Regions from separate parts of the Danio rerio genome. Here region 2 is linked to region 1. Evidence: chromatin contacts called from public HiCAR-type data. All regions are on one chromosome and are shown on one strand. The core of a region is the stretch at or near the end of the contact, and the rest is flanking DNA. Distances in the headings are between cores, read along the strand shown. Region 1 overlaps cmtm4 (CKLF-like MARVEL transmembrane domain containing 4). Region 2 holds the start of dync1li2 (dynein, cytoplasmic 1, light intermediate chain 2).

Evidence for each region. HiCAR-type assays count read pairs that join an accessible place to other places.
Region 2: a HiCAR-type map of caudal fin shows a contact between it and region 1, with 5 times the contacts expected there. The contact joins the promoter of dync1li2 here to the enhancer-like site in region 1. A contact is called at or near these places in 5 of 18 Hi-C or Micro-C datasets (caudal fin, embryo, hematopoietic stem cells and 1 more) and 3 of 4 datasets of contacts at active chromatin or transcription factors (caudal fin, embryo and gastrula embryo).

The regions. Positions count from the first base shown.
Region 1 is chr7:45,210,834-45,214,489 of GRCz12tu, reverse strand. It overlaps cmtm4 (CKLF-like MARVEL transmembrane domain containing 4), which reads left to right. Exons shown (of 4, transcript NM_001002492.1): 3 at 1,524-1,622. Among named protein-coding and RNA genes, the nearest start is that of cmtm3, 21 kb to the right of the region's middle. Within about 2 kb of position 1,704, at least 7 of the 62 cell types and tissues checked have an H3K27ac peak or open chromatin away from gene starts, as enhancers often do. A contact at or near this core is called in caudal fin, where this site is marked.
Region 2 is chr7:45,278,342-45,282,120 of GRCz12tu, reverse strand. dync1li2 (dynein, cytoplasmic 1, light intermediate chain 2) reads left to right here and starts at 1,374. Exons shown (of 13, transcript NM_001017669.2): 1 at 1,374-1,475; 2 at 2,116-2,189. The coding sequence starts at 1,381. LOC141375106 (a long non-coding RNA gene) reads right to left here and starts at 878. Exons shown (of 3, transcript XR_012382595.1): 1 at 712-878.

The DNA.
Region 1 (3,656 bases), core at 455-2,954:
TGGTATGTTTGATGTATTATATATTGTTTTATCTGTTGCTGTCTGTTTTTGATCATTTGCTTTTAGGATTGTACAGCACAATACACAACAACTATTGTTTTATTGTGCTTTATAAATAAACTAACTAAACTAAATCAGTCAAGGTACAAACACAATTCGAAATGTAGAATAATTATCAACATAAAAATAAATAAATACCCAGATTTTGATTTAGAAATCCCTATATATATATAAACTTTTTCTTATCAACGACCAAAAAACAAATTAGAGTGTATTGGGCGAGAGGTAAATATATTTGATATTGGTAATGTATTTAATACGATTTAAAAATAACTAGAAAACATTACTTTGTTAAATTATTGTTTACATTTTATAATAAACTTTTTAAAGTAAAAACAAAAACAATCCCATGTAACAGAATTGAAATAGTTTAGTTTTTGCCTTTAGTTGTCTTCTGCATAGTCCTCTATCCGTCCAGTGAGGGTATTTACATTTTTAAAAATCTGAATAATTACCATTTAATTTTAGTTTTTTTTTTTTTTTTTTTTAGCTTAGCAATAAAATGCTCCAATTGTCTCCCTCATTCTCACTTTATTCTGTCATGGGATGGTGGGCCAAATCAAAGGTTACAGTGAGTCAATTTTGGCCTGCGGGCCCTACTTTGGACACCTCTGGTTTAGAGCCTCTTGAGGGAGAGTAAATAATGACTCAATCATGTGCATACAGTGCTCAGCATATATGCATACACCCCTCACAAATCTCTCTTTTAAATTCATATTTTTAATAGGAAGCTTTACAATATTATATTTGTGCAAATACATTAGATCAGTCAGTACTGAAGCCAAATCTGGAGCTTATCTAACAAAATAACTTACAATAATGGTCCAAAAACAAGTACAGTCAAATTTATATTTTTAAAAAAATTTGCTGTATTTTGCTTGAATTGAAATGTTTTATCTTTCAATTTCTGAATGTTTGGTGACAAAAATATTATATATATATATATATATATATATATATATATATATATATATATATATATATATATATATATATATATATATATATATGTATGTGTGTGTTTGTGTGTGTATGTATATATATATATATATATATATATATATATATATATATATATATATATATATGTGTGTGTGTGTGTGTGTGTGTGTGTATATATATATATATATATATATATATATATATATATGTGTGTGTGTGTGTGTGTGTGTGTGTGTGTGTGTATATATATATATATATATATATATATATATATATATATGTTTAATCTGTTTTGTTCAAATTCACCAAAAACATTCACTGCCTATGTTCACTGAGGAATGGAGAAAAATATTAATTTTCAAAATGGGCTGTACTCCGTTATGCTGAGCACTGTATGTATGTACGTGTTTGTGTGAGAGAGTTTAGAAATGTTGTTCTGCCTAATGGACACAGTTTGCACAGTAATGCATGTTCTGTAGTTAATATAATAATCACATTCTCTCTCTTCCTCGCATTTGCAGGATTTAATCAACACTGCCACCAGCACCTTTTTCTTCTTTCTGGCTTCAGTGGTTTTGGCAGCTCTCAACCATCAGTCAGGAGCAGAGATTGCAGCTGTGGTAAATATCAGTCTTACTCAGCTCTTTATTTCACGTCCCTGAATTCATATGTCGAGTGTAAGTGATTTAAGCCCTGATCACACGTGGCTCTGCTGCCCTCATGTGGCTGAAAAAAAAAAACATCTGTTCCTGGAGAGAGTCCTGGACACGTTGCGGTTTACTAGATCCACACAATTTAGTCACACATCAACCTTGTGCTCGTTTTGGTTCATTATTTGAGCTAATTTGATTGTATTTCAGCTTCATTTTAGCCTATTTAACATAAGTTCTGGAAAGCCATTTCTACCTCATAGTAAAAGTATATGAAAATGTCAACAATAAACATACTTAACAAACACCTGACAATGTAACAGCTTCACACATATGACTGTAGATTTGCATGTTCTCGCATTAATTAAATAAAAGTAGGGCCTTTTGTATGTTCAAATAAATTAAGAAAATAAGCTGAAATTTCCCGACATGACACGTGAGGAAACGTGATGTCAACAACAGATTTACATACCAAGAGGTGGTTGGACAGGTCTTCCTCTGCGCACATGCAATGAGCGTGAGAGGTAATTGGAAATGTACAAGGGCGGTACTGCTTCGTTGCAATTGTTTTTATTAACAAACCAATATTTATAATGCATATTCTGAACCGCAGGGCTGCATGAATCGTGGAGAACAACGGGACGATACTTTTTGCCCCCCTAATATTTATACACATAACCTTATATATATATATATATATATATATATATATATATATATATATATATATATATATAGGTCTATATATAATCCTTATTGGTGGTCCAACAAATTATTGTGTACACATGTATGTATTGACTAAATGTTTATTACAGCTGTCTTTTCTTCTGTTTTTTAGCCAGTTTCTTGAGCTTCCCATCTTTGTGAGCAAAAAGTTTATTAAAGCTGTTTAGCATTTATTATTTTGGCTGATTTAAACAATTATAAGCAACACAAAACAGAAACATTTTGATATTCTGATTTCAGTTCCTACTGTATGTAGAAGAGACCCGCCATCCATCTGAATCTTGCGTGACATTAATGACGTCATGTAAAAGCAACCTATTGTTAATCGTCTATATGTTCTTTTGTTAAACTCATCTGTTTACAAGGAAAGAAAGAAAGAAAAGCACTGTCTTGTCCTGTCCTCTTGCAATTGATATGCTTATATTAAATAAACTTCTGTTTGATTTCCTGCACTTTGTTAAAAAATCGTTTTTTTACTCTTGAGGCAGACAGTTTCCTCAAAGAAATCTCCTGATTTTCCCCCAAAATAAGCACAGAAAAAGTCAAGAAAGTACTACTGCTTCCATCTGGTCCTGCTCATTACACTGTATTATAACCAAAGCCACCATAAACATCTCACACACACATACCTTTCCCATTAGTGTGTGTGTTTTTGGACCTCTCGTTTTTGGCTGTGAAGAGGTTTCTAGCAGATGATTCAGTGACGAAAAGTAGAAGGGAAATTTTCTAGCGATGCTAAACAAGGCTCCGATTCTCTTCCTCTAATCCTGACTTTTAAAATGTAGTCATTTGGAGAATAACCAGAGATCAGCACAATATCCAGCGACACCCTGGAAGTCTCGAGGCTGTGGATTTTAGCTGAGTGTTTTATAGTACAGATGTTCTCAGTGGGAAACCACTTTAACACCCGGGGGTTTTGCTGAAGCACAGGGCCCTGCTGAATTCCTGCAGCTCTCTCAGCCTGTCAGACAGAGAGGAAGAGAGAATTAGCTTTTTTCAACCTTGCCCATTTAATCTTGCCATTTACTTTCATTTTCTTTTCAGCTTAGTTCCTTCATTAATTTGGGATCGCCACGGTGGAATGAACAGCCAACTTATCCAGCATACTTTTTTACGAGGCGGATGCCCTTCCAGCTGCAACTTATCACTGGAAAACACCCATACACTCTCATTCACCAACACATACAATACAGTACGGACAATTTAGCTTTTTCAATTCACCCATAGCGCAAGTCTTTGGACTGTGGGGGGAACCGGAGCACTCAGAGGAAACCCACG
Region 2 (3,779 bases), core at 125-2,624, 68 kb before region 1:
GTTGTTTTAAGTCAGTTTAATAGGCTCATAAGGGCAATTTGATTCAGCTTAAAATTTACAGTGTAAATAAGCAGTGCCTAATAAAGAATAAGCATTAGTATCTAATGAATAAGCAATATTATCTAGTTCTACTTATAAACTAGTGTCTAAAATGGGTACTAGTAACACTAAATTAGATACTTGTGCGTTTTATTTAATAAATGACACCCTCTGGTTTTGTTTTTGAAAAACAAAGGATGAAGTAGGACGTTTGCCCACGTTGTCATGTGATCTTTCCACCGGCAGATGTCGCCGCACATTAACGACAAAAAAATCGTTTCATGATCATGCCAAAGATTTTGCCAGCCCCAAATAAGGCAATCACCATGCGAAAAAATTTAGTTTTTTTTTTTCCAAAAAAATAACCGCAGACCCTATCTTGCGGCCCCTGTTTACTTATGGTACTTGTGTTACTTATGGTTATGAATTGCTTTTTTATCGATTGTTCATGGTTTTCATAGATATTCATAACAACAACTATTTTAGAATTTATATTGAACTTAAAATAAAAGTTTTCTTTTTATAGATGTTGTAATTACAAAAGTTAAAATGACTTATTTTGTATTAAAGTTGATGATATTGTTATTTACGTCCTAAAATTACTCGAAGACAGCAGAACATGTAAGAGTAGCGTTGGTTATACTTCACACAACTTCCATGATGAAAACTGACATCTGATAGAAGAACATTTTCAATTGAGACGTATGCTCTGTTCGCTTGAAGAAGAGCCCCGTGGACCAGTTTTCTCTCCGTACATTCAGTTCTTTACCATGGCAAAGCAAAACAAACAACTGACCGCAGATCAGCGAGCGAGTCACATGCGCTAAACATCAGCGAGCGCGGCAAAGTCTGAAATGACATCATTCAAGCCAACGCGGATAGCGCTGTCTTTTCACATGCCTGATCACAATTCTAAACATCTAGGCAAATAAGTATTTTAGAAATGCATATGTCCAACGCGGCATTTTAAACAAACAAAATAATACGTATAAGTTCTGAGGAACCACATGGCTACATATCTAGCTTGTCATTCGTTTTTTATTAAGTTGTCTCTCAGTATTTACGTTCTTTATAAGCACGTTTTCGACTCATACTATGGCGAAGACGTTGTTATGAATATTAATTTACTCTCACCGCCTCTCCCCCGGAACATATGATACATCCTGTCATGTGCCTATTTAATATTTATGACTCACTCACTGAGGTCTGCTTTAACTGGAAGAACGACATCGTGCGTCGTTTAATATTCATGAGCTCAGCCTTCACCGTAGTAGGAGAGGCGTCTGACGCGAGGTCCTCGGGCGCTCAGTGTGCGCCTCCCTTTGTGCCTCTACACTCAAGATGGCTCCCGTTTTAGAGAAGAAGCTACTGGGCGCAGTCGGGACAGGCGACACTATGGAAAACAGCAACGAGGATGATGAAGGACAAAACCTCTGGTACGCACGAACCCTCAAAGCGTCCATTAGAGCAGCTGGTTTTGCAGGGAGGTTGTTTATTTGACAGTGTGATCTGCTGCTTTGTCACCAGCCGGGTGCTGCCCAGTTCAGACGCCGGTCCCGGATGAGCTCCAAAATACTTCACATTAACTTGTAGTAAAGTGTGTGTCGGGCTGGGTCAGACATTGGGAGTTGGCTACACAATAAAGAAAGTCTTCTGAAGCGTTTGGACGCAGATTATCTTGGTTTATTTGCTCATGTCATTCTCAGTGATGACTGTTGTGTGCTGTCGGTTAATACTTTGTTAAAATTCATCGGTTTTACGTTACATGCTTTGTAGTGGTAAAGTGGTTTCTCAATAAGGCGTTAAATCGTTAACTGTGTGTCTATATGTGCATGTTTTATTTAGTTTTTATGAAAAGTGTCAAGATGCTAACTCCTGATCCCTGATGTGATCTAACGGTTGATTGGTCATTCATCTCTTTAATGAACGTTTCCTTTTGCTAGCAGCATTTTTGTGGATGCTTTGGTAACATTTTATTTCTTAGTTTTGACAGCCAACAACAATAACTGTCCACACAACTATTGATTATTGCATTGAAATGTCGAGTGATTTGTCATCTGTTGTTTTGTCTTTCAGGTCTTCAATCCTCAGCGAAGTTTCCACACGCTCGAGCTCAAAGTTGCCTTCTGGGAAAAATGTTTTGCTTTTCGGTATGTAACTTTTGCTAAGTTTTGTTTTTAGTCAAGATTCATATTTAACTTCTGTGTACAATCTTTACATGTAATGTATGTAAAACGTGTAGGAAATTTATTTGTGTGAAGGAAACTGGTGTTAAGGCATTTATCACCCAAAGCTGAACATTCAGCCATCATTTTCTAATAATTGAAGGAAACACACACTATCTACTATATCTATGAATATTTATTGAGCATTAATGTTGAACAACTGAATGTAAAGCACACGTTGCCTAAAATCTAGTCACTTTTTTTTCTTGTGAAAAAGAGACAATAAATAACTTTTTGCTTTTGTAAACAAAATAAAATATTTTTTATGTTTTTCATATTAAAAGTAGAAAATAAGCAGTATCTCTTCTAGATATCTAGCATAAATATTTTAAATGTAAAGAATTTTATTGTAATGGAAAATATGCCATCTCAACGCATCTCTGGGCAGCTTCCAATCATTGTCAGTGGAGTGCAAAGTAAGGCTTGACTAAGGCCCCGTTTACACTAGTGCGTATTAGTTTTAAAACGGCGTTTTAGAATGAAAACGATCCGCGTCCACACTCGCGTTTTACCCAGCGTTTCTGAACTGCTCTCCGTCCACACCAAAACGCTGAAAACGCACATCACGTGACCACACACACACACTTTGGCAATCGCTGGAGCCCATCTACCCAGATGAGAGCTCTGCTAGTCGGACTTCTCATCAAGCATCTCCCGCTGGATCTAATCTCACTATATTTATTAAACGTGATATTTCATTCATCTTGTTGTCTTTATCTAACGACATATTCCCTGACTTTGGTCACTGGAATCTATTACTTGTTCTCAGGTAACGTGTTTTGGCTGAGCGCAAAGATAAGTTAATGATTAATGTAAGCACGTAGCCTACATTCTGTATATTGACTGATCGCTTGCCTTTATTTCCTATAATGTATAAACTTATTGTATGTTATACTTTTATAATGGCCATTATCGATTATTAAAACTGATATTCAGCAAAAGAGAGGGTGTGTTTCGTATTTTCACTGAAATTGAAAGGAGGCAGTTGTTATCGGCTCCGTTTTGTTATAAATATGCACACAGTGAAGATGACTCTCATGCAGCACGACGCCTCAACATTTCTGCTGTCTGTTTAGTTGTTAATATTAAAATAAAAATAGGCAGTTCCTTATATCAAGTTTACATTTTATTGTTGAGAAAGTGAAACAACGTAGCCAAGGTGATGTGAATGAAGTTATAAAGTACACTGTTCCCTGTGAAGATTGACGCGTGTCCTCGGTATGTTTTCCATATCAAACTGAGAAGAAGAGATGCAGCCTTGATCAAACTTGCGAAGTCTGAACTTACACGGAGAAGATTCAGGACTGAACTGTGTGTTAGGCTACTTAATATTGAGGAAATGCCCCAATCAGAGAGGCGAATGTCTGCAGCCCCGCCTCCGTTTTCAGATATCTCCGTCTTTCCCCATCCACACTGAGACGGAGCTGCAGCGTTTTAGAATGAAAACGGCCTCTCCAGCGTTTTCGAAACGCTCCGTTTTCGGCGCTCGAGAACTCCGGCGTAGTGTGGACGGAT